4 separate regions of the Mus musculus genome follow, and all the other regions are linked to region 4. The links are chromatin contacts, called in public HiChIP or PLAC-seq and promoter capture Hi-C maps. All regions are on one chromosome and are shown on one strand. The core of a region is the stretch at or near the end of the contact, and the rest is flanking DNA. Distances in the headings are between cores, read along the strand shown. Region 1 holds the start of Bhlha15 (basic helix-loop-helix family, member a15). Region 2 holds the start of Ap5z1 (adaptor-related protein complex 5, zeta 1 subunit). Region 3 holds the start of Foxk1 (forkhead box K1). Region 4 holds the start of E130309D02Rik (RIKEN cDNA E130309D02 gene).

Region 1 (2,700 bases), core at 139-2,638, 870 kb after region 4:
GTTGTATGCAGTATGGGGGTGTCTCAGTTCCCCCCGCCCCCAGTCCTTTCATTGAAGTCCAAATGACATGAGGGAGGTGACAGCTTTCTACCAGAACCATGGCCCACATGACTGTGTCACAAGTACTGAGACCCAAGCCTGCTGAACTTAGCCAGAGCTATGCAGAGTCCTGGCTGAGTTGTTTAGACCTGTCCTATTAATGGGGGGGTGGGGGGGAGACACACTACTATTAGTTGAGCCTAGTGACCAGTTACCCTTATGATTCCTGCAGCAAGAGGCTGAGGCAGAAGGGTAGCCATGAGTCTGAGGACAGCCTTGGCTTTGGAGTCTGTCTCTAAAAGGAAAAAAAAGAGCCAGGGATGTAGCTGAGCTGAGCACATGTGAAGAAACACTGGTTTGGTCCCTAGCACCACACTGCCCCAACACACATCTGTAACTACAACAGTCACTGGATCAAAGAATATATATTTTCAGCACATTTTAGTTGAGTGTGCCATGACCCAATTGCAGTTCTAGCACTTGGGAGGCAGAGGAGACACTGGAGGGTCAGGTGCGCAAGGGCAGCCAGTGTGCTACAGCTAGCAAAATGGCACAGCTGGTAACGTCACGTGCAGCCAAACCGAAGGACTTGAGTTCGACCCCGGCACAACGTGGTGGAAGTAGAGAACAGACTCCTGCAAGCTGTCCCTCTGACCTAGGAGCATGCACATACACCAAAAATAGACACACAGATAAAGGCTAGCAAGAAAACCTGTTTTCTGTGAGCAACATGACACTCACATAGAGGTCAGAGAACAACTTGGGGGAATTGGTTCTCTCCTCCCACTTTGTGGGTCCCAGGCTCCTCAGTCTTGGCATCTTCCCCTCTACCCATAGGCATCTTACTGCCCCATAACCTTTTATATTGTAATTCCCTTGTAACCTCGGGAAACCAAGGCAGGAGCTAGCAACAGATAGGTAGACATGGGTGGCACCCCCTTGCACCCCATTTCAGTAAGGGGAGACAAAAAGAGGAACAGCCCTGTCCTTGAGCCCTTAGGACTAGCAGAGTCCGCTGGAGAAACCAGGGTGCTCCAGGGCAGGGAAGGAGAGAGCTTGCCAGCTTCGCTCAGGGAGGTGGATGTGGTTCCTGCAAGACTATGCAGGGTGGCTTATCCTAGACTCTGTTCTGACTCTTAACCCCAAGGCCAGGTGTCCTGGCCAGATGCGATCCGGGTCCCCCCCCCCCCCTCCCCGCCCTGGCAAGTCCCCAGAGAGGTCGCCTGCTCTCAGAACTGGAGGGAGGGAAGGGAAGGCGGGTCCGCACGGGTCCTCAGAGCGAGGGGCGTGGCCGCAGGTGCCGCCCTGGCCCCTCCCAGCGAACTCATTTACATGCTTCCCGCAGCCCCGCCCGTGGTGGCTAAAGCTACGTGTCCTTGTCCCCCGTGGGCAGCCTCTGCGCGTACGGCCTCGAATCCCCAGGTAAACCAAGGGGTTGGGGAAACTATATAGGACTGCTGGGAGGGAACCCCAGAAGCTTGATCAGACGCCTGGCAGCTGTAGGGGAAAACAGACAGACAGATGGGATGGTGGCTTCCACTCAGACTGGCTGGTGCTGTCCACGTGGTAGAACTGGGGGCTGCTGCAGGGCCTTGGCAACTATCAGTCTGACCTGTGAGCTGTCCTGCGTGCACTCACTGAGGTTCTGGTTCTGATCATGTCTGGACCTGTGTCATGTCCAGCTGTAAACGTGATGTTTAAAGGGTGCTGCCTGTCTGGGACAAATGACAGTGTCGGGGGGCGGGGGGGACCCATAAGCCAGGGTTGGGACCTGTTCCTGGGTGGTTTAAGCAAATTGTCAAGTACGGAGGCTCAGGAGGAGCAGGGGACCCAAAATGGGTTCCCAGATAAGTGGGGAGGGAAGAAGGGATGGTAGGTTAGAGAAAAGTGGGTCAGTGTGAACTCAGCCAGGGCTTTGGGAGCACAGGTGAGTCAACTCAGGGTTCAGTGTGGACGGGAAGCGCCTAGGTGTCCACTAAGCACCAGTGGTCAGCTGCACTGGCTAAGGAAGCAATGAGACAGCCATGCCGCGTGTCCACTGGCCACACTGAATGACTGCAGAGGGGCTGTGTTCTGAATTTCAGTTGGAAGGGCCTCACCCAGCCACCACCTCCTGGGAAAACCAGCCTGGAGCTATGAAGACCAAAAACCGGCCCCCTCGGCGCCGAACACCCATGCAGGACACAGAAGCCACCCCAGGAGAGCAGACACCTGACAGACCCCAGTCAGGCTCAGGGGGGTCAGAGCTGACAAAGGGTCTCCGGAGCAGGACAGCGCGTGCAAGCGGAGGTCGGGGAGAGGTCAGCCGCCGGCGACAGGGGTCTGGTGGCCGCAGGGAGAACAGTGTTCAGAGGCGGCTGGAGAGCAATGAGCGAGAGAGGCAGCGGATGCATAAACTCAACAATGCCTTCCAGGCACTGCGCGAGGTCATCCCGCACGTGCGGGCTGACAAGAAGCTCTCCAAGATCGAGACCCTCACGCTGGCCAAGAACTATATCAAGTCGCTGACCGCCACCATACTTACTATGTCCAGCAGCCGCCTCCCGGGGCTGGAGGCACCAGGTCCTGCGCCAGGCCCTAAATTATACCAGCACTACCATCACCAGCAGCAGCAACAGCAGCAGCAGCAGCAGGTAGCTGGGGCCATGCTTGGTGTCACTG
Region 2 (2,748 bases), core at 200-2,699, 850 kb before region 4:
CAAACAGTTCCACCAACTGGGGTCAAAACATTCAAGTATATGAGCCCATGGGAGCCATTCTCACTCAAGCCACCACCCCATGGCGGCTGCCTCAGAGCCCCTGGCATTCATCCTGACACTCAGCCAGGTGAGAAACAACCCACTTGTCCCTTTTTTCTGTGTACATGTTTTTGGGTGTGACTGCACCTGTGTGTGTATTTGTGTGGAGGCAGAGGACAACCTCAGCTGCTGTTCCTCAAGTGGGGTGTGTGTTCACATGCAGAGGCATAGGCATATGTACACTGGCCACAGGAGACGTGAGCAGATCAGAGGACAGCCTTCAGGTGCCCACCCTCATGGCTACTTACACCTTGTCTGAGACAGATTCTCTTTACCATCTCATAAGCCAGGGCGGCTTATCCTCCAGCCTCAGGAGAGTCTCCTGCCTCCTCCATCTCCTGTAGGTGTGCTGGGATTACAAATCCTTACACTACTGGGCTCAGGTTTTATGTAGCTTCTGAGGACCCAAACTCAGCCTGTCAGGCCTGTGTGTCAATCACTTTCAGGTTCTGAGTCTTCTTTCTTGCCCTACCTCTTCTCTGAGACAGAATCTCTCGTTGGCCTGGGACTTGCCAAGTAAGCTAGGGCCGGCCAGCAACCCTTAGGGATACTCCGATCTCCACTTCCTCAGTGCTGGGACTGCAAGTGTGGGTTTTATTTTTATATGGCCACCCAGGGATGGAACTCAGGTACTCATGTTCACTTTTACCAGCTGAGCCGTTTCTACTTCTGCCCGTTTCTCCCTGAAGCCTTGCTTATTACTAGGCCATGAGCACTAGGTATTGATTGGCAAGAGCCAGAAAGACACGGGTCCAAGTGTCTTTCCCACTGTGACAGCTCCTCAGTCTACTACCAGTTTCCTTTTTCTGTGTGTGCAATAGGCACCCATCTCCCAACCCAAATAGGTGAATAGTGCCAGGGCCTCATCTTAAAACCCAAGACTAGCAAGACATTGGGTATTTCTGCAGCAAAGAGCCTGACAGAATTTATAAAACGTGTCTGCCATACAGCTTTTGCTAAGGATGTTCTTTCTCTGCCACCAAGTCGCGCCCCCAGCCTCTCACTGGGGTAAATCTAGTCACCCTACTGCTAAACTATGTGCCTGCCTAGTCTCTCCAGGTCTAGAGTCTACCACTGGCAGTTCCGGGATCAAAGGAAACTGTTTCGGAGCCAGGAGTTCTGGGTTCCAAGGACCACGGTTCCATGACTCCCTGGCTGCTGACTGACGTGGAGAGAAGCCCAGGAGCTAGGCGGGAACTGGCTTCTGTACTGCAATATTTTGGCCAAGGCCTCCGCCCCGCCCCGCCCACCTGCCGCAGGACCGGAAGCTGGTCTGTCTTTTGCGCGGGGGAGTGGGAGGGATGGCCCTCCCACGTGGTGTGGCACCGGAAGCCGTCAGCTAGCGCTCCAGATTCTCCCACGTGATCCAGCCAGGACGCGGGAGGGTGGTGGCGGGGGTAAGAGGTGGGGCGAAAGAGGGCAGACACAGTCCGGTCACATGACACGTCATGTGACACGATCCCGGAAGTCCGCGGCAACGTTTCGGGCACTGGTGGGCTTGGAGCCGTGTCGGCATGTTCTCGGCGGGCGCGGAAAGTCTGCTGCACCAGGCCAGGTCTGCCGATCTGGGGCTGGGGCCACGGGGCGTGAGACGAAGCCGGGGAGGAGCGGGGAGGCGGTGGTCCCGCTGCACGGTTCGGGTCTCCGTGTGGCGCCGGGTCCGGGGCTCAGGGCGACCTGCGTGGAATGTGAGGCGCACAACTCAGCTAAGGGATCCTCCTCATCGTGTCTGGGTCCATGCTAGTGCTGACCCTGCACTGAGAGTCTAGGTTCTTTCCCAAATAGCCAGCCCAAGACTTGGTGGTACGTGATTCAGCGAAGGAAACGACTACCCGAAGCCCAGACCTGATGCATTTGGTAAACTGAAAATGCAAAGGGACAAATCTGGACTCTGAGCTGGGCCACTCGTGGGGAAAGTTTAGAATGGTTAAGATCTCTGGGATCTCCCAGAGCCTGAAAGAGTTAAAAGTCTGGAGTCTACGAACAAGACAGTACTCCGAAGACAGAGGGACTTAATAGGTAAATGACCTTGCCACCAAGCCTGACTCTCTCGATTCGACCCCCGGGGCTCGGGGAGGAAGAAGAAAATCAACTCCAGCAAGTTGTCTTTGGATCTCCACTCGAGCACCCCAACATGTACATAAATAAATGTAATAAATTAAAAAACAAAGACAGTTTTCTTAAGATCTATTAGGAAAATGGTTGGTGACCCAGCCACACAGTCTCCCCATGGGCCCACAGCCCTCCTTTGCCTTCAGTACTGGGTGGGTACTTTTCATTTTTAAGCAGTAACCTTTTCATGCCAACACAAAAATAACGCTATCCTGTCTCATAGCATCTGTGGTTTATCACTGCCCCAGTTGGGTACAACCCTGGGCCATTTGTATCTCCTTTTGCTCACCCAGCCTGTTCTCTAGGTGCCTCAATAAGACTCTGGGTGGAGGATGCAGGAAACAAAGCAGGCGAGGGTGGTAGGAAAGCTACTGGAGACCTTCCTCGGCCTGGGACATGTGGTACCTGCAGAGACAGTGCAGAACCAAGTTCAAGTACCTGACAGACAGGCTCAAAATGGGGGCAGTTTGCAAACCATCAGCCCTGTCAGGACACCATAGTGGGACTGTCAGCCATGATTTAGGAAGTTGGGGGCTC
Region 3 (2,700 bases), core at 156-2,655, 910 kb before region 4:
GTCTATCTCTATTCTCAATCATTATTTTTAGACATTCTTTTGTGTGTGTATGTTTGCACTTGTGTTTGTGTGTGCACGTGCGCCGGTGCATGCACAGGCGTGAATAACTGTGTGCTCCTTTAGCCCTGTTTTATTCGTGTTTTTGTTTTTGTTTTGAAACAGTGTTTCCACTATGAACGTGGAGCTCACTGATTGGCTAGGCAGGCTGGCCAATGAGCTTCAGGGATCTATCTGTCAACCTTTTACCCAAAGCGCTGGGAAGATCGAAGCTCTCAATGGGTTTTGAAGTCGGTCCCGGGGAATGAACTTTCCTGTCTTGGGGGATGAGTGCCATCAGGCAATTTACCAACTGTGTCAGCTCCTTCAGTCATTATTAAATGTGAGAAATCGAGTGTGTATGTGTGTGCATGCACTCGCGCGCTGCAGGTCCTGGGGGAAGACTTGGGGGAATTAGCATCCCAGTGCAGGACCTTAAATTCTCAAGGGATTCACATGGTGCCAAGTTCACCATTTAAGTGTTTTCAACTACCGTCAATCTTCGGGTGTCCACAGTCCCTAGAAACAGGCAGAACTGTTCGCCTTAAAAGGAGCAAGGGGAACCAGCTGTGGTGGTGCACAGCTGTGACTCCAGCAAGAATTGCGGAGCCTGAGCCGGGTTGGTCGTCAGCTAGAAGCCAATCTGGTCTACATACATAGACCCTGTCTTTAAAAAATGAATTTTTAAATTGATTTTAAAGGGCTAGGCACACACCTTAATAGCTACACTCAGGAAGCTGGAACAGGAAGATCATGAATTTGAGGCCAGCCTGATCTAGGTATTCAAAACCAGGCTAGCCTTGGTATGAGACAGGATCTCAAACAACAAAACAAGAACAATCGAGATGGTTCAGTAAATAAAGGTGCTTGTCACCAAGCTTGTCGACCTCAATGCCATCCTCAGAACCCCACAGGGTAGGAGAGAATAGACTGCTGAGAGCTGTCCTCTCTGACCACACAAACACACGTGCGCGCGCGCGCGCACACACACACGTGGTAAAGAACCACAAGTAAATAAATGAATGAATAAAATGTAATTTGCAACATTATACCAAACCAAAAAAAAAAAAAAAGCAAAGCACAGAAAGAGTAGCTGTGCAGAAACGATCAGTAAGGAGCAGAGACCATTTCAAGCATCCCTGGACTTTAAACTCCAGCCTCAATAGGACACCCCTAAAAACGTGATGAATCCAAGCACCCTTCGGGACTGGAGGAGGGGGCTCTGTGTCTCTCTGCACCCGCCCACCTCGAGTGGAAGCTGCGCGCGCAGCGCGAGGGTCCTGCGGTGTCCCGGCTCCGCTCCAGGCCACGATCCAGCCCGGGTTTCCGCGCGCGCCGCCCCGCCCCGCCCCGCGCCGCCTCGGCCGCCACCGGAGCCGCTCGGAGCTGCGCGAACATGGCCGAAGTCGGCGAGGACAGCGGCGCCCGCGCCCTGCTGGCGCTGCGCTCGGCTCCCTGCAGCCCCGTGCTATGCGCCGCGGCTGCGGCCGCCGCCTTCCCGGCCACTACGTCCCCGCCGCCGCCGGCGCAACCTCCACCCGGGCCGCCCGCGCTGCCCGCCGAGCCCGGCCCCGGGCCGGTGCCCTCCACCGTCGCCACTGCCACCACCACCGCGCCCGCCCTGGTGGCCGCGGCCGCTGCCTCCGTGCGCCAGAGCCCCGGGCCTGCCCTGGCTCGCCTGGAGGGTCGGGAGTTCGAGTTCCTGATGCGACAGCCCAGCGTCACCATCGGCCGCAACTCGTCGCAGGGCTCGGTGGACCTAAGCATGGGCCTGTCGAGCTTCATTTCCCGGCGCCACCTGCAGCTCAGCTTCCAGGAGCCTCACTTCTATCTTCGCTGTCTCGGCAAGAACGGCGTCTTCGTGGACGGGGCCTTCCAGAGGCGCGGAGCGCCCGCCCTGCAGCTACCCCAACAGTGAGTACTGCGCCACCCTCGGGTCACCCCTCTCCGGACCTGGCCTGAACCCCCTGGCCACCCCTGACCTCTACCCCGCCCAGCTTGGCTCCTTGTCACTCTGTGATCTCGACCCTGCTCAACCTGAACCCCCCGCCCCCCGGTCACCCCCTGAACTCGCCTCCGCCTGGTCTGGCACCTGGGTCGAGCCTCAAATTTCTTACCGTTCCCACCGGGTCCCAGCCCTTGGTCACTCCCTCCTCCATCTCGACCCTGCCAGGCCCTAGCCCCTCTAATCTCGACTCTATCCGGCTCTGATTCCCTAGCCATCTCCCAGTCTTGATCCCACCTAGCTCTGACCCCTGGTTACACAGATCTCCATCCCACCCGGCCCAGCTGAGCCTGATCCTTAAGTTACTGGTGATCTCACCCATCACCTGGCTCTGACCCCGTGGTTGTCCTGATCTTAATCACGACCCAACTAACCCTGACTCCCCAGTTAACTCATTGGGCACTGATCCCTGGATGGGCCCGACTCCCATTCAGCCTGAAATCCTGTCACCCTGACCCTGGACAGGCCTGAACACTTGGGTCCATTCTAACCCCTTTCTCTCTCTCTGACTCTGACTCTGACTCTGTCTGTCTGTCTGTCTGTCTGTCTCTCTCTCTCTCTCACACACACACACACACACACACACACTTACACACACACACTTGCACACTCCCCAACCCCATCTGTCTTCCACTCCTCCCATGTTGGAGTTGGCTACC
Region 4 (2,700 bases), core at 47-2,546:
CCCAGGCAGGGATGATCGATGACATCACGCACGTGTAAAAGACCTCTACGAACATCCAAACTCTTGTTATCCTGTCTACGGAGACTGTGGGAGACGCTATTTCGAGAGCAGTACCTGGAGCCAGGAGGCCGCACATTCCAACACGGGGATCCGACACACGGCCACGGCCATGGAGACCAGCTTTCCCAACAAGCTCATTCGGCTGTCGTCGGCTTTGTTCCCTTGGGGGCTGAAAAGGGAGGAGAAAATGATCTGCCGCACAGAGTCCTTGCTTTGCTCCTGGAAGTAACTGCACATGATTTCAAGAAGCTGGAGCTCCTGGAGGGAATTCAGTCTCTGTAAAAACAAACCCGGAAGAGAAGCTGTGAGAAGAGGGCCTCCACCTGCCCCTTAGCTCCCACCCTAAGAGATTAGGGAAGTGGATGCTTAGAATCCCAGCGCACACGAGGCTGAGTCTAGCCGATAATGAGTTTCAGGCTGGCCCGAGATACATGGTACACAGAAAGACAGTGTTTGAAAAAGGAAAACAGATCTATTCTTTTTCCCAGGGTGTATTTTTTTCACCCTTCAGAAGCCTAAGCCCGGGGGGGCTTAACTCTATGAATAAGCAAAGGAAAAAACCCTGCATCTAGTTAAGCGACATCCCAGAGGGATGTTAAGTAGCCAGTTCACAAAGCCACCACCCCGGATCATTCATTGGTGGGCGACTGTCACACGCCTGCGAAACGGGCACGCGGCTGAGCAACGCCGCTGGACTGCAAGGCCGGGGGAGCGGAAAGAGGAGCGAGACCTCGGGGCGAGCTCCTGTCACCGAGCGAGGGCACGGCCGGGGCGGGCACCTTGGGCTGCGCGCCGCGCTCCTTGGGCACTTGGAACACGAACTCCTCCAGCAGCTCCACGGAGCCCTTGTCCACGATGGGCAACGGCGCGCTCTGCAGCTGGCTGCTGAAGTAGATGTCCAGGTGGTACAGCACCTCCTTGGCGGCGCTCAGCGCGTCGCGCCGCAGCAGCGAGTGGCGGATGTCGCTCATGGTGCGGCCGCCCTGTCCCCGCCGCGAGTCCTACTTCCGCCCGGAGACAAAGAGGCGCGACCGGCCTGGGCCCCGACGCGGGCAGGGTCGCGGCGCCCGCCCGCCTCTAACAGGCGCCAACCCGCTCAGGGGACCATCGTCGCCGCTGCCGCCGCCGCCACGGGCCAGCGAGTATCCTGGGGTCCGACTGCGGCGCCGCCCAGAGCCGCGGGAGCCGACGCCGCTCGGCCGAACCGGCGGCTGAATGGCGACGGCGGCCCGCAGGGGCCAAGCTCGGGCTGCGGCCGCGCGCTCTCGTGGGCGCCCCCTGGCGGTGAAGCCCGCACGGGCAAGCACGAGGCCCCGCCCCGCCGTCTTCGCAAGAGTTTCTCCGGCTTCAGAGGTGTTTGATTATCAGACACTCGGAGGTGTTCTGAGCCGGCACCACGCACCCAAGCCTTCTCATGCTCCCCTCCAACCAGGACGTGCTCTGATCGCCCCCGGGAGTGGGGCGACTACTAGGACAAATGATGCTTGTAAGCACCCCCACGCCCTGATCCTTCTGTTCCAGGGTCAGTGTTTCCAAATTCTCTCCTGACTCCTGGACCCTCTTAACTGCTATGCTCTAGCCCAGCCCAGGAGGACTATGGGAATCTTAGTACAAGGTTTAGCCCACGTGCTCCCTGTTCCTGAAAACCCTCCCACCCTACAACACTCCCACTCCCCAGCTCAAGATTTCTATACAATCTATGGGCGATGGTTTATTTACAATTTATACTAAACTAGCTGTTAATGAAGACTGGAGATTTTTTTTTTTCTTTTGGTTTTTCGAGTCAGGGGTACTCAGTGTAACCCTGGCTGTCCTGTAACTCACTGTGTAGACCAGGCTGGTCTCAAACTCAGAGATCCACGTTCCTCTGCCTCCTGAGTACTGTGATCAAAGGTGTGCACCACCACCGCCCATCGGGGAGTAGAGATTTTAAACAGAATGGAAAAGTCTTGCGTGTGGCTCACAAATACAATGACTAAGAGGCCTATGGCTGAGAGGATTTAGTTAAGATGATAAAGGGCCCCTGCCTGGGAAAGAACAGACCAGGGAGAGAGTGCAGCTGGGCACAGCCCAGAGACTCTCTTGTACATCAGGGAACAGACTTTATGGTCCTAGTTCAGGCGCCCAAGGGTGCAGTGAAAGAGGCAAAGGCCTCCTTGTCACCCAGAGCCTTGGACATCTCTTGACCCTTCTCACACTAGGACCTCAGAAGTTACTGGATCTAGCAGAATATAGGCAGGAGGGAAATCTGCCCTGGGAGACACGAGAACTCAGCAAGCCTAGCTTCCCATCTCTTTTTCCCCACTAAAGCCCACTCACGCCCACACAGCAGAAACCAACACAGACAATGATGAGAAAACAAATATCCATGTGTACAAATAGGTGTGCACTGTATTTAAAAGGCAGGGCACTTCCGCTCTATTTCTCCTTTTTCTTGTAACTGGGGGTAGCAGGTAGAAAGATCTCTCGAAGGTTGCTCCTAAACCCGTGGGAGTGAATGTTCTGGTGGATCCGGGGCTCAGCTGATGGGGACCAAGCCACCAGAGGCCAGCGCTGGCACCAGGCCCAGTCGCCTTTATACCATTCATTTGTGGTCTGGTTGGTGGCAGCCAGGTACAGAGCAAAGCACAAGTAGCCAGC

Evidence for each region. Promoter capture Hi-C pulls out the DNA fragments that hold promoters and counts their contacts. HiChIP or PLAC-seq counts read pairs in DNA pulled down with a chosen protein or histone mark.
Region 1: a promoter capture Hi-C map of liver shows a contact between it and region 4, with 2.9 times the contacts expected there. The contact joins the promoter of Bhlha15 here to the promoter of E130309D02Rik in region 4. A contact is called at or near these places in 2 of 39 promoter capture datasets (cranial neural crest and liver), 1 of 115 datasets of contacts at active chromatin or transcription factors (memory CD8 T cells) and 1 of 9 other capture datasets (liver).
Region 2: a contact with region 4 is called in a promoter capture Hi-C map of liver, with 3 times the contacts expected there. The contact joins the promoter of Ap5z1 here to the promoter of E130309D02Rik in region 4. A contact is called at or near these places in 2 of 39 promoter capture datasets (liver and pre-B cells), 3 of 484 Hi-C or Micro-C datasets (CD4 T cells and bone marrow-derived macrophages), 1 of 115 datasets of contacts at active chromatin or transcription factors (microglia) and 1 of 9 other capture datasets (liver).
Region 3: an HNF4G HiChIP or PLAC-seq map of pancreatic cancer cells shows a contact between it and region 4. The contact joins the promoter of Foxk1 here to the promoter of E130309D02Rik in region 4. A contact is called at or near these places in 1 of 39 promoter capture datasets (erythroid cells) and 1 of 115 datasets of contacts at active chromatin or transcription factors (pancreatic cancer cells).

What each region holds. Positions count from the first base shown.
Region 1 is chr5:144,188,898-144,191,597 of GRCm38.p6, forward strand. Bhlha15 (basic helix-loop-helix family, member a15) reads left to right here and starts at 1,389. Exons shown (of 2, transcript NM_010800.4): 1 at 1,389-1,461; 2 at 2,124-2,700. The coding sequence starts at 2,175.
Region 2 is chr5:142,462,482-142,465,229 of GRCm38.p6, forward strand. Ap5z1 (adaptor-related protein complex 5, zeta 1 subunit) reads left to right here and starts at 1,450. Exons shown (of 17, transcript NM_172725.2): 1 at 1,450-1,654. The coding sequence starts at 1,614.
Region 3 is chr5:142,400,092-142,402,791 of GRCm38.p6, forward strand. Foxk1 (forkhead box K1) reads left to right here and starts at 1,406. Exons shown (of 9, transcript NM_199068.2): 1 at 1,406-1,950. The coding sequence starts at 1,433.
Region 4 is chr5:143,314,064-143,316,763 of GRCm38.p6, forward strand. E130309D02Rik (RIKEN cDNA E130309D02 gene) reads right to left here and starts at 1,297. Exons shown (of 6, transcript NM_172726.4): 1 at 840-1,297; 2 at 115-336. The coding sequence starts at 1,031. It overlaps Zdhhc4 (zinc finger, DHHC domain containing 4), which reads right to left. Exons shown (of 8, transcript NM_028379.5): 8 at 2,426-2,700. The coding sequence ends at 2,479.